3 separate regions of the Sus scrofa genome follow, and regions 1 and 2 are each linked to region 3. Evidence: chromatin contacts called from public Hi-C data. All regions are on one chromosome and are shown on one strand. The core of a region is the stretch at or near the end of the contact, and the rest is flanking DNA. Distances in the headings are between cores, read along the strand shown. Region 1 has its middle 64 kb from the start of OTOS. Region 2 has its middle 80 kb from the start of OTOS. Region 3 holds the start of GPC1 (glypican-1).

What was found. A called contact is a pair of places that touch in the nucleus more often than the background predicts.
Region 1: a Hi-C map of skeletal muscle shows a contact between it and region 3, with 5 times the contacts expected there. The contact joins the enhancer-like site here to the promoter of GPC1 in region 3. A contact is called at or near these places in 15 of 47 Hi-C or Micro-C datasets (alveolar macrophages, brain, embryonic fibroblasts and 9 more) and 1 of 2 datasets of contacts at active chromatin or transcription factors (skeletal muscle).
Region 2: a Hi-C map of skeletal muscle shows a contact between it and region 3, with 5 times the contacts expected there. The contact joins the enhancer-like site here to the promoter of GPC1 in region 3. A contact is called at or near these places in 4 of 47 Hi-C or Micro-C datasets (embryonic fibroblasts, psoas muscle and skeletal muscle) and 1 of 2 datasets of contacts at active chromatin or transcription factors (skeletal muscle).

The regions. Positions count from the first base shown.
Region 1 is chr15:139,334,806-139,337,597 of Sscrofa11.1, forward strand. No RefSeq gene overlaps it. Among named protein-coding and RNA genes, the nearest start is that of OTOS, 64 kb to the left of the region's middle. Within about 2 kb of position 1,271, at least 5 of the 83 cell types and tissues checked have an H3K27ac peak or open chromatin away from gene starts, as enhancers often do. A contact at or near this core is called in skeletal muscle, where this site is marked.
Region 2 is chr15:139,351,064-139,353,856 of Sscrofa11.1, forward strand. No RefSeq gene overlaps it. Among named protein-coding and RNA genes, the nearest start is that of OTOS, 80 kb to the left of the region's middle. Within about 2 kb of position 1,473, at least 6 of the 83 cell types and tissues checked have an H3K27ac peak or open chromatin away from gene starts, as enhancers often do. A contact at or near this core is called in skeletal muscle, where this site is marked.
Region 3 is chr15:139,456,520-139,459,243 of Sscrofa11.1, forward strand. GPC1 (glypican-1) reads left to right here and starts at 1,347. Exons shown (of 9, transcript XM_021075944.1): 1 at 1,347-1,839. The coding sequence starts at 1,674.

The DNA.
Region 1 (2,792 bases), core at 21-2,520, 120 kb before region 3:
TGGGTTCCAGTAAATGTACAGCCTTCACCCCGGGCCCTGGCATGCACCCCATAGACTGGTTCCTGGGGGCCAGTTCTGGGAGGGCAGGTGGGGGGCCGCCCCGGGGCCAGGCAGGCTAGCCCCCCCTCCGTGTCACCCCACCAGCCACGGCCAAGCACAGGCCCTCCCCTTGCGGTGGGCCCCTGTCAAGGTGCTGTGACCCCAGACAAGGTCACCAAGCCTGCCTGGCCTCAGCAGCGGCCAGCCTCCAGCAGGATCAAAAACAACCCCTGCTGCTGGACCCGGGGTGCCAGCCTGGGAAGCCAGCTCTTCTGGACAAGGGCATGGCCGTGGTCCCAGGGGCTCAGCTCAACTGGCCTCTTCTTCTTCCTGCCCTCCCGCCCCTCACCCAGGCCTTCCCGACCCTCGGGCACTGCGCCCCACCCCCACTGCCGGCAGTAGGGGGCCTCGCGGCCCCTCCGCAAGGTAATGGGGTCCAGCGCATAAGAGGCAGCCGGAGGCTGGCATGCTGGAGGGCGCACTGCGGCCATCGGCCCGCTTCTGGCTGGCCCGCCGCCGGGAAGCCTCCTCTGCATCTTCCGCAGTGCTGGCCCTGCTTTGTGACTCTGGCCCCGCTGTGACAGGCAGAGATGACGGCCTGTCACCTCCCGCCATGCTCAGGACAGAGGACGTGCCCACAGCAGAGCTGAGTGACGGGACCACGTCAGTTCTTTCTGGGAGTTCGTTTCCACCACGCGCGTCCAGAACCCCACCTGAGCCGTCATCCCCTCCCCGCGGGTGCCCGGCCCATCGACCCCTCCCCTGTCAGGGTGCCCAGCCCGTCCCTTCTCACCGAGGCCCTGAACCAGTTCTGGCGGGGTTGCTCCTGGCCAGAACCCGCAGGGCCCGTGACCACTGGGGCCGCATCGAACCTCTTGGCCCAACAAGGCGCCAAGACCCGCCCAGGGCGGCCTTCAGGCCTAGCCCTGGGTCTCCAGCCGGCTGGGCCCTCACGGGCCTGACGCACGCCTCCTCCTCTGGCCCCTGCATCTCCGCTGCTTCCAGTGATCAGAGCCTTCCCAAGCCAGTCTCTCCTCCCAGAAGCCTCCCAGGCCCTCCCCAGGCCTCCCTGGGGACCTGTGACACCTGCCCCGCCCCCTTGCCCCAGCCTCCCAGCAGACCTAGTCCCTCCCAGACCCTGGGGCAGCAGCAGCCCCACCCCTGCTGGAGCCAGGGGCGCATGTGGGCCCTGCCCATCCGTCTGTCTGGGGAAGGGGGGGCCTGTGGGGAGGGGCCTGGCAAGAGCAGAGCTCCCAGCGGGCACGCCTGTCCTGGGCCTGAAGGGCTGCTGACAGGAGGCATCTGGTTTCCAGGGACAGGCGGTCGAGGGCGATGGCACCTGTCAGCATTTCTGCCCTTCAGCGTGAGCCGAGGCAGGGCCCGCATGTCTGGGGGAGCTGGCCAGACTCCTCCCCGCTGGGCTGCAGGAGTCTGCCAGCTGAGACCTGCTGCCCAGGCTGGGGGCTTCCCGGGCATGCGTCCCCTGTCTCGCCCAACCAGACTGGCCTTGGAGCTGGGAGGCCCCTTGTCCCCAGGCCAGGGTGGGGTTCCACCAACAGAGCATGGTCTGCACACTCAGCACCCCAAGAACACAGGTGCCAACCTGTGCCCTGCCCTGGCTGTGCAGCCTTGGCCAGGTGGCCAGCTCTCCTGGTCCTGCTTCCACGTCTGGAAAACGGGAGCAGTGGTGTGAGGTGGGGCCCTCAGCACAGAGCTTCCCCAGAAGCAGGCGCCCTCCCCCATTAGGGTCCGCTGTCCCCTCCCTCCTCCTGCCCTCCCCCGCCCCTCCTGGATGGCTTTCCTCCGGGGCACCACGTCTGAGCCCCTTGCAGGTGCCCCAGCATCGACTGCTGCCCAGGGACCAGCCTGAGGGTCCGGCCAGCAGGGAGGCCGGGCGGCATCGGGAAGCCCACAGCCTGAAGGCCCACGGAGGGACCTCAGAGGCAGCCCGGATCCTCCAGCTGGACACCTGGCGACCAGAGGCCAGTGTCCTCCTGGCCTGCTTCTCAGGGACAACCTGCCCCCTCCGTGTCCTGCCTCGGAGAGGATTCAGATGGATGTGAGTTTGGGGGCGTGGGGGTCCTGCTCCCCTTCCCCGCTTCTCACCGGGAAAGAGAACGAGGTCTCCCGCCCCTCCTGCTGCGAGGCCTTCCCCACAGGAGAACTTCTTACAGACTCTTGTTGTCCCTGGAAGGTATCTCACTGAGACCCCACATTCAAAACCCTGCCCTTCTAAAGCTCCTTGAGGAGTTCTGGCCCCGGGGTGACCCCAGTGGGGTCTGCGGTTTCTGTGTCCGGGTGGCAGGGGTGCCTTTCTTATCTTTCCTGACCTGGTGAGCTGGTGAGGCTCCTGGCGAGCCCCCTCCCCCTCCCCTCCCCCCACCGGCAGCGCCTTTACCAGATCCGCTTTGCCGACGCCTCGGTCCTCGGGGAAAATACAAGAAGCGCCCCCGTGGCTGCCTGTCTGCTGACAAATCCTCTCTCCAGCCTTCTCCGGACACGGACCTGCACCAAACGTTGTGCAGCCAGTGCATCCGGAGGCAGCCGGCCGGGTCCGAACGCTGCCGCCCGGGGCCACGGCGGAGGCCAGGCCTCTCCCCGAGCTGCCAGGACCAGTCGGTCTTTGCCATCGGGTGAAGAAGCGCCGCAGCCGCCCTGCATGCAGGTCCTTGTAGGCTTCTCCGCGTGGCCTCACAGGCGGGACCAAGCTGCTAAGGCCACATGGGTCCCTACCTTGTCGGATGGTGCTGGCC
Region 2 (2,793 bases), core at 223-2,722, 110 kb before region 3:
AGGGCTCTTACCTTTAAAATATTCCTCCTTGGAAGCACGCATTTTCCATGCCTGGAATGACCACGTGGAGGGGGCGCGTGTGGGGTCTGCTTGTCCACCCCTCACTCCCCAAATTTCCTCTGAAAATGACCCTCTCCCCAGTCCAGTGATCCTGTTGGGACTGTAAGTATGGCAGTGGACATATGACCCACGCCAGCCAATCAGCATCATCCAGCCTCTGGACCATGACTAGCCCAAAGATGAACATATGATCCAGACCAGCCAATCAGGACTGCCTAGCCTTTGAGATCTTGACTAGCATGAGATGGGCACATGATCCAGACCAGCCAATCAGGACTGCCCAGTCTCTGAAACATTGACCAGCCCAGAGATGGACAAATAACACAAGCCACCAACCTGAGTCCTGTGGGCAATTTAGTTTATTGAAAAGAAGGTTGCTTTATGCCTGGAGCTTTTTACGGCTATTTTTCTTCACCTGGAGAGACAGTCTACCTGTGAGTAATGCTACACAAGGGAAAGCAGAGCAGAGAGGGAGAGAGGGGTGCTTCTAATAACTTTGTCTAACCTCCTGGATCCAGCTATGCCTGAAGCTCATCCACCTTACATTTTCCAATTCTATGATTTAATCGGTCATCTTATTTCTTTGGGCAAGGTGTCTGTCACTTCCATATAAGTGAGGACTGACCAATAGGCAATGGCTTGACCCAGAGGCTATACTTGGAGTGGGGTAACTGACTGGGCCTGAGTGCTTAGGAGGGCTTCACCGTGCCCTACAACACCCAGTGTGAGGTCCCAGTGCTTCAGGGAGCAAGTCATGGCGGAGCCCGCAATAGATAGGGGTGCCTTCAGGAAGGAAACCCACCTGTTGAAACGTGCATGTCCAGGAGGCACCGCCCGCCATACTCTGGCCTGCCCACTGGCCCTGAGCGACACATGAGGCAGTGCACTTGTAAGCTGGGGTCTGTACGCACCGGACCTGTGGGCAGGCTGCAGCTTTCACCGGTGTTTTATCAAGGGGTTCTCTGAGGTCCAGGGAAGAGCCACACGTGTGCAAGGGACACTCAGCTACACTGGCCACATTGGGTCTACCAGCTGTTGACAAGCACAGAGGCCCCTAAGGTGACCTCCCCGGCCATCGCCAGCCACATCCGAATCAGCCCTTGCCAGCCGCCCACTTCCTGCTCACGGACATGTGAACACGCCTCCCAGGTGACAGGGTTCCAGCGTCGCTCCAGCTCTGCCACCCGCTTCTCTCCCAGCCACACACATCCAACACAGGTATTATTCAACCACACCACCCTCAGATGTGAGAGCCAAAGAGCCTGGAAACAGCGTGGGGGCGGAGCAGCGACTGTCCCGGGGCTGGAGCCAAAAGGCAGGGGGGCGTTGGCCACCGTAAATGCCCAAGGCCCATGGGGCCCTGTTTGAGAAGCAAGCCACGGGGAACTCATCTCCCCCGCCCGACACCTCCCCTGTGACGTCTATTAATAGATCAGCATTCCCTTTGCTTCCACCTCCAGCGCGTGCTCCAGGGACAAGCGGGACTCCAAACGGATTGGGATGGGGGAGGGGCGGGCAGGGCTGCCCCGAGCGGGGTGGCTCTGACTCGTCACCGTTCCCTCAGAGTGCAGTGGGGGTGACAAGGAAGCAGCCCCCTGGGGGTCCAGGCCCCATGGCTGTCTCAGGACCGCCCCCACATCTATCTCCCCCTCGCTTCCTCCAGAGCGTTAGCTGTGCCAGTGGGCGGGGCCTGGCATCTGTGCGTTCCTGCCCTGCACCCTGTCGGGGTGACTGCGGGGTGACCGAGTGTCCACCTGGGCTCTCCGCGGGGCTGGGGTCTGGAATCCTGACTGGTGTCACCCAAACCCTCGCCCAGCCGCACGGGGCACCCCACTCCCTTCCCCCTTTCCTTCGGCCCAGAGGCCTGGAGGACGGCGGGGTGGGCCCGAGAGGGGGCTGGTCTGTCTCCTTATCCCTCCACCCCAGAGTCCCATTAGGGTCCCATCATCTGGTCCAGCTGGCTCCTCATGACCACCCCTGGCCAGGGGGCCCCTGAGGCAAGCCCCCTCCATGCCCTGGGTGCCCTCCTGGAGCACAGGTGCTAGAGGGAGGGCCAGAGGGGCCAGAGTCCTCCCACAGCCAGTGCTGGTCACCTTGGCTGACCCAGGTAGGGACCTCCCCAGGCCAAGTCCTGCCCAGAGCTCTCAGGTCACAGGAGTGCGCTGAGACCCCCCGGGAACCCACACTGCCCCTCCTTGAAAGAGGCCCCGGGGGAAGCAGGAGAGAGCCCACCCCTTCCTCAGAAATCCGCTCCTCCCAGCTGCCCACCTGCCCCTGACTGGCCCCCAGGCTACGCCCTCCTTGGTGGGGGTGGGGGGCAGGCAGCTCATGCCTGGGGTTGGGGGCAGCTCCTGCCCGCGGGGGTGTGGGGGGAGCAGCCCTGGACCTGGAGCACCTGCTTCACTCACATTTTGGACTTTGGTCGTGGGGCCTGCACTGGGCCCAGCCCCGGCCTGTGGCTCAGCCACCCCTCTGGGGCCTGTTTCCTGCTGGGAAGGGGCCCAGTGCAGTGTACCCAGGCCCCCTACTCTGCTAGAGTCCTCCATCTGAGGGGACTGTGTTAGATGCCCAGTGCCACCTCCACCTGGGGTTGAAGCCCCCCCCACCCGCTCCGTCCTCCCTGGGCCCGCCTCTCTCCGGAAACCTTCCAGAATGACTCCCCCTTTGAACTCAGGAACTAGGGCTGATCACGCCCACCAAGAGTCTCTGTGCCCCGCGTGTGGGCACACATGT
Region 3 (2,724 bases), core at 97-2,596:
ATGCCCGGCCCAGGCAAGCAGGAGCAGGCCTGCCTGAGAGCTGCCGGGGTCTGTGAGTCACCAGTGTGACGAGGTGGCAGGTGCTTAGGGAGGCCAGAGGTCTGCTCCCTCCACTGGGTCCTCGCTGCGGCTTCTCTCACCGTGACAGGGGCTCTGGGTGAGAAGCCTTTCCTGGGAGGCAGGGCAGATGGGAGCCCAAGCCCCCTCTGGAGCTGCTGAGCCCACAGCTCAGGGAGTCCCAGGGCAGGGATGGAGCCCTCTCTCCTGCCGCCTCCCCCAGCCCCCAGGGGGTGAAACCGGAACCCCCAGGTTCAAGGTGGGGACACTCTTGCTGGAACATGGTGATCATTTTGGGGTCCTCTTCCAAGGGGGCCCATCTCGGCCCATTAGGCATCCGGGCTCAGGGCCTGGCGGTGTCTGGGGCCTTTGCCCACATGACCGGAGAGCGGCCAGAAGCCGAGAAGCCCTCCGGACACCGCCGCCCTGCTTCTCACCTCCCTTCTCACAGACACCCCCACCCCACCCCCACTCCACGCTGCTGCTACCCGCCCTGTCCACCCCCTCCTGGTCCCGGGCCAGCGTCACTCAGCTGGTCGCTGGACACGCTCTAGGTCACGCTCTCCCCAACCCCCAGCAATCTGACCTGTTGTCGGCCCGACCCCCTCCCTTCCCCAACAGGTCACCTGCCACCGCCCAGAGGCTCAGGCCAACAGACAAGCTTCCGCCCCCCTCGCTCGCTTCTTGAGCATCCCAAGAGTCACGTGGAGGGAACAAAAAACCGGCTGACATCTCCAACAACTAAGCCATTGGTCGCCTCGACGCAGGGCTGGGAGAGCACAAGGTCTGGTCCCTGGGCTAGTTTCCCGCGTACAGCCCCCCCCGCCGCCCCCCCAACAAAATCAAGTGTGAGAGCTGGAGGCGGCTGAGACCGGCGCGGGGCCAGTAAAGGGTGCGATCTAGGTGCGGGCGGTGGATCGAGAGGCCCGAGGCTGCGGGAGCCGACAGGCGCGGCGCGCTGCCAGGGTGCAGGAAGGCAGGGCCCGAGCGGAGAAGGGGGACGGGGGGAGGGATGCCGATTTCGGCTGGGGGCGGGGAAGCCCCTGATAGGCGCGCGGCAGGCGTGATGTCACGTCCGGCGGGGGAAGCCCTGCCTCAGCACCCCCGCCCCCGCCCCCACAGGTGGTGCCGCCGCCCCGGGCGCTGGGCGTGGGGGGCGCGCCCTCCGGGACCCCAGCCGCGGCCCGCGCGCTCCCGGCCACCCAGCTTCCCTCCAGCAGTCGACGGATCGGCGCGAGCCAGGCGGTCCCCCGGGCCCGGGGAGCGGGAGGGGCGCCCGGTGCGCCCCGGATCGCGCCCCCGCGCCGCGCCGCGCCGCGCCCCGCCCCGCCCCGCGCGCCCCGCCCCGCCCCGCGCGCCCCTCCCCGCCCCTCTCCCGGGCCGCCGAGGGGCCGGGCCGGGACTGCGCGCTCGCCCGCCGCGCTCTGGGCCGCCCGAGCGAGCGGCCGGTCCTCGCGCCCCGCGCGCCCCGCGCCCCGCCGCCGCCGGCTTTTGTTGTCTCCTCCTCCCCTGCGGCCGGCGCCTCTGGACCGCGAGCCGAGTGCGCCGGGACCTTGGCTCTGCCCTTCGCGGGCCGGGGCTGCGCGGGCCCGGCCGGGGGCGCCGCCGGCCCCGCCATGGAGCTCCGGGCCCGAGGCTGGTGGCTGCTGTGCGCGGCCGCCGCGCTGGCCGCCTGCGCTCGCGGGGACCCTGCCAGCAAGAGTCGGAGCTGCGGCGAAGTCCGCCAGATCTACGGGGCCAAGGGCTTCAGCCTGAGCGACGTGCCCCAGGCGGAGATCTCGGGTGAGTGACCCGGCGCGCCCGGGGCTCCCCTGCGCCCCCTCCTCTCTCCCGCTCCGCGCTGATCCGCCCCCCGCCGCCCTCCCTCCGCCCAAGTCTCCGCGGCACCTCTCGATGGTCCCCGCGCCCCCAACACGCACCCCGGCCCCTTCCCGGCGGGGCTGTCCTCGCCGGGCAGTGGACCGGGCGGTCCCCAGCTCGGCGCGTCCTCCCGGGCAGGCAGGACTGAGCGGCGGGGCCGGCTGTCGGGGGGCAGCTGGCGGTGGCCACGGGCGACGGACTCCCACCGGCTGTGAGGGCCTCTCCGGGAAGCGCCTCGGGTCGCGCCGGGGGTTCCCGGGGTCTGCAGCTAAGGCAGCCTGGGCGCCGGCGAGGTGGGGAGCGAGCTGGGCGCTGGTGGGGCGGGAGCGGGGGGAGAAGGCGGAGGGGCACGACCTCTGCCACCGGGAGCGGAACGCCGGCTCGCAGGGATCCCTGCCGAGGAACTTGTGCTTGCCTGGCACTCCGGGCGCCTCCGGCGGGGAGTCCAGCTGCAGGTGGTCGGCGCCTTGGATCCCGCCCAGGGGCCATGTCATTTCTTTGTAAGAACATCGCCGTCCCAGGCGGCCTCAGCCCTGCAGCTGCCTGCAGTCCTGCCCACACCCTCCCTGCGGGCCTCTGAGGAGCTTTAGGGACAGAAGCGAGGGGAGGGGGTGGGGCACAGTGTCCTAAGAATTTCTCAAACCCCCCCAGGCTTCTTGCTCAAACTGCAAACATGTCCAGAAGCACACTAGATCTGCGCGTCTGTGCAGGGTGCCTGGGACTCAGTGGACGAGAGCGGACCAGGTTCCTGCCCTGAGGGACTGACTCCTCCCAAACTGGGGGTGGTGGCAGGGCTACCCTCAAGTG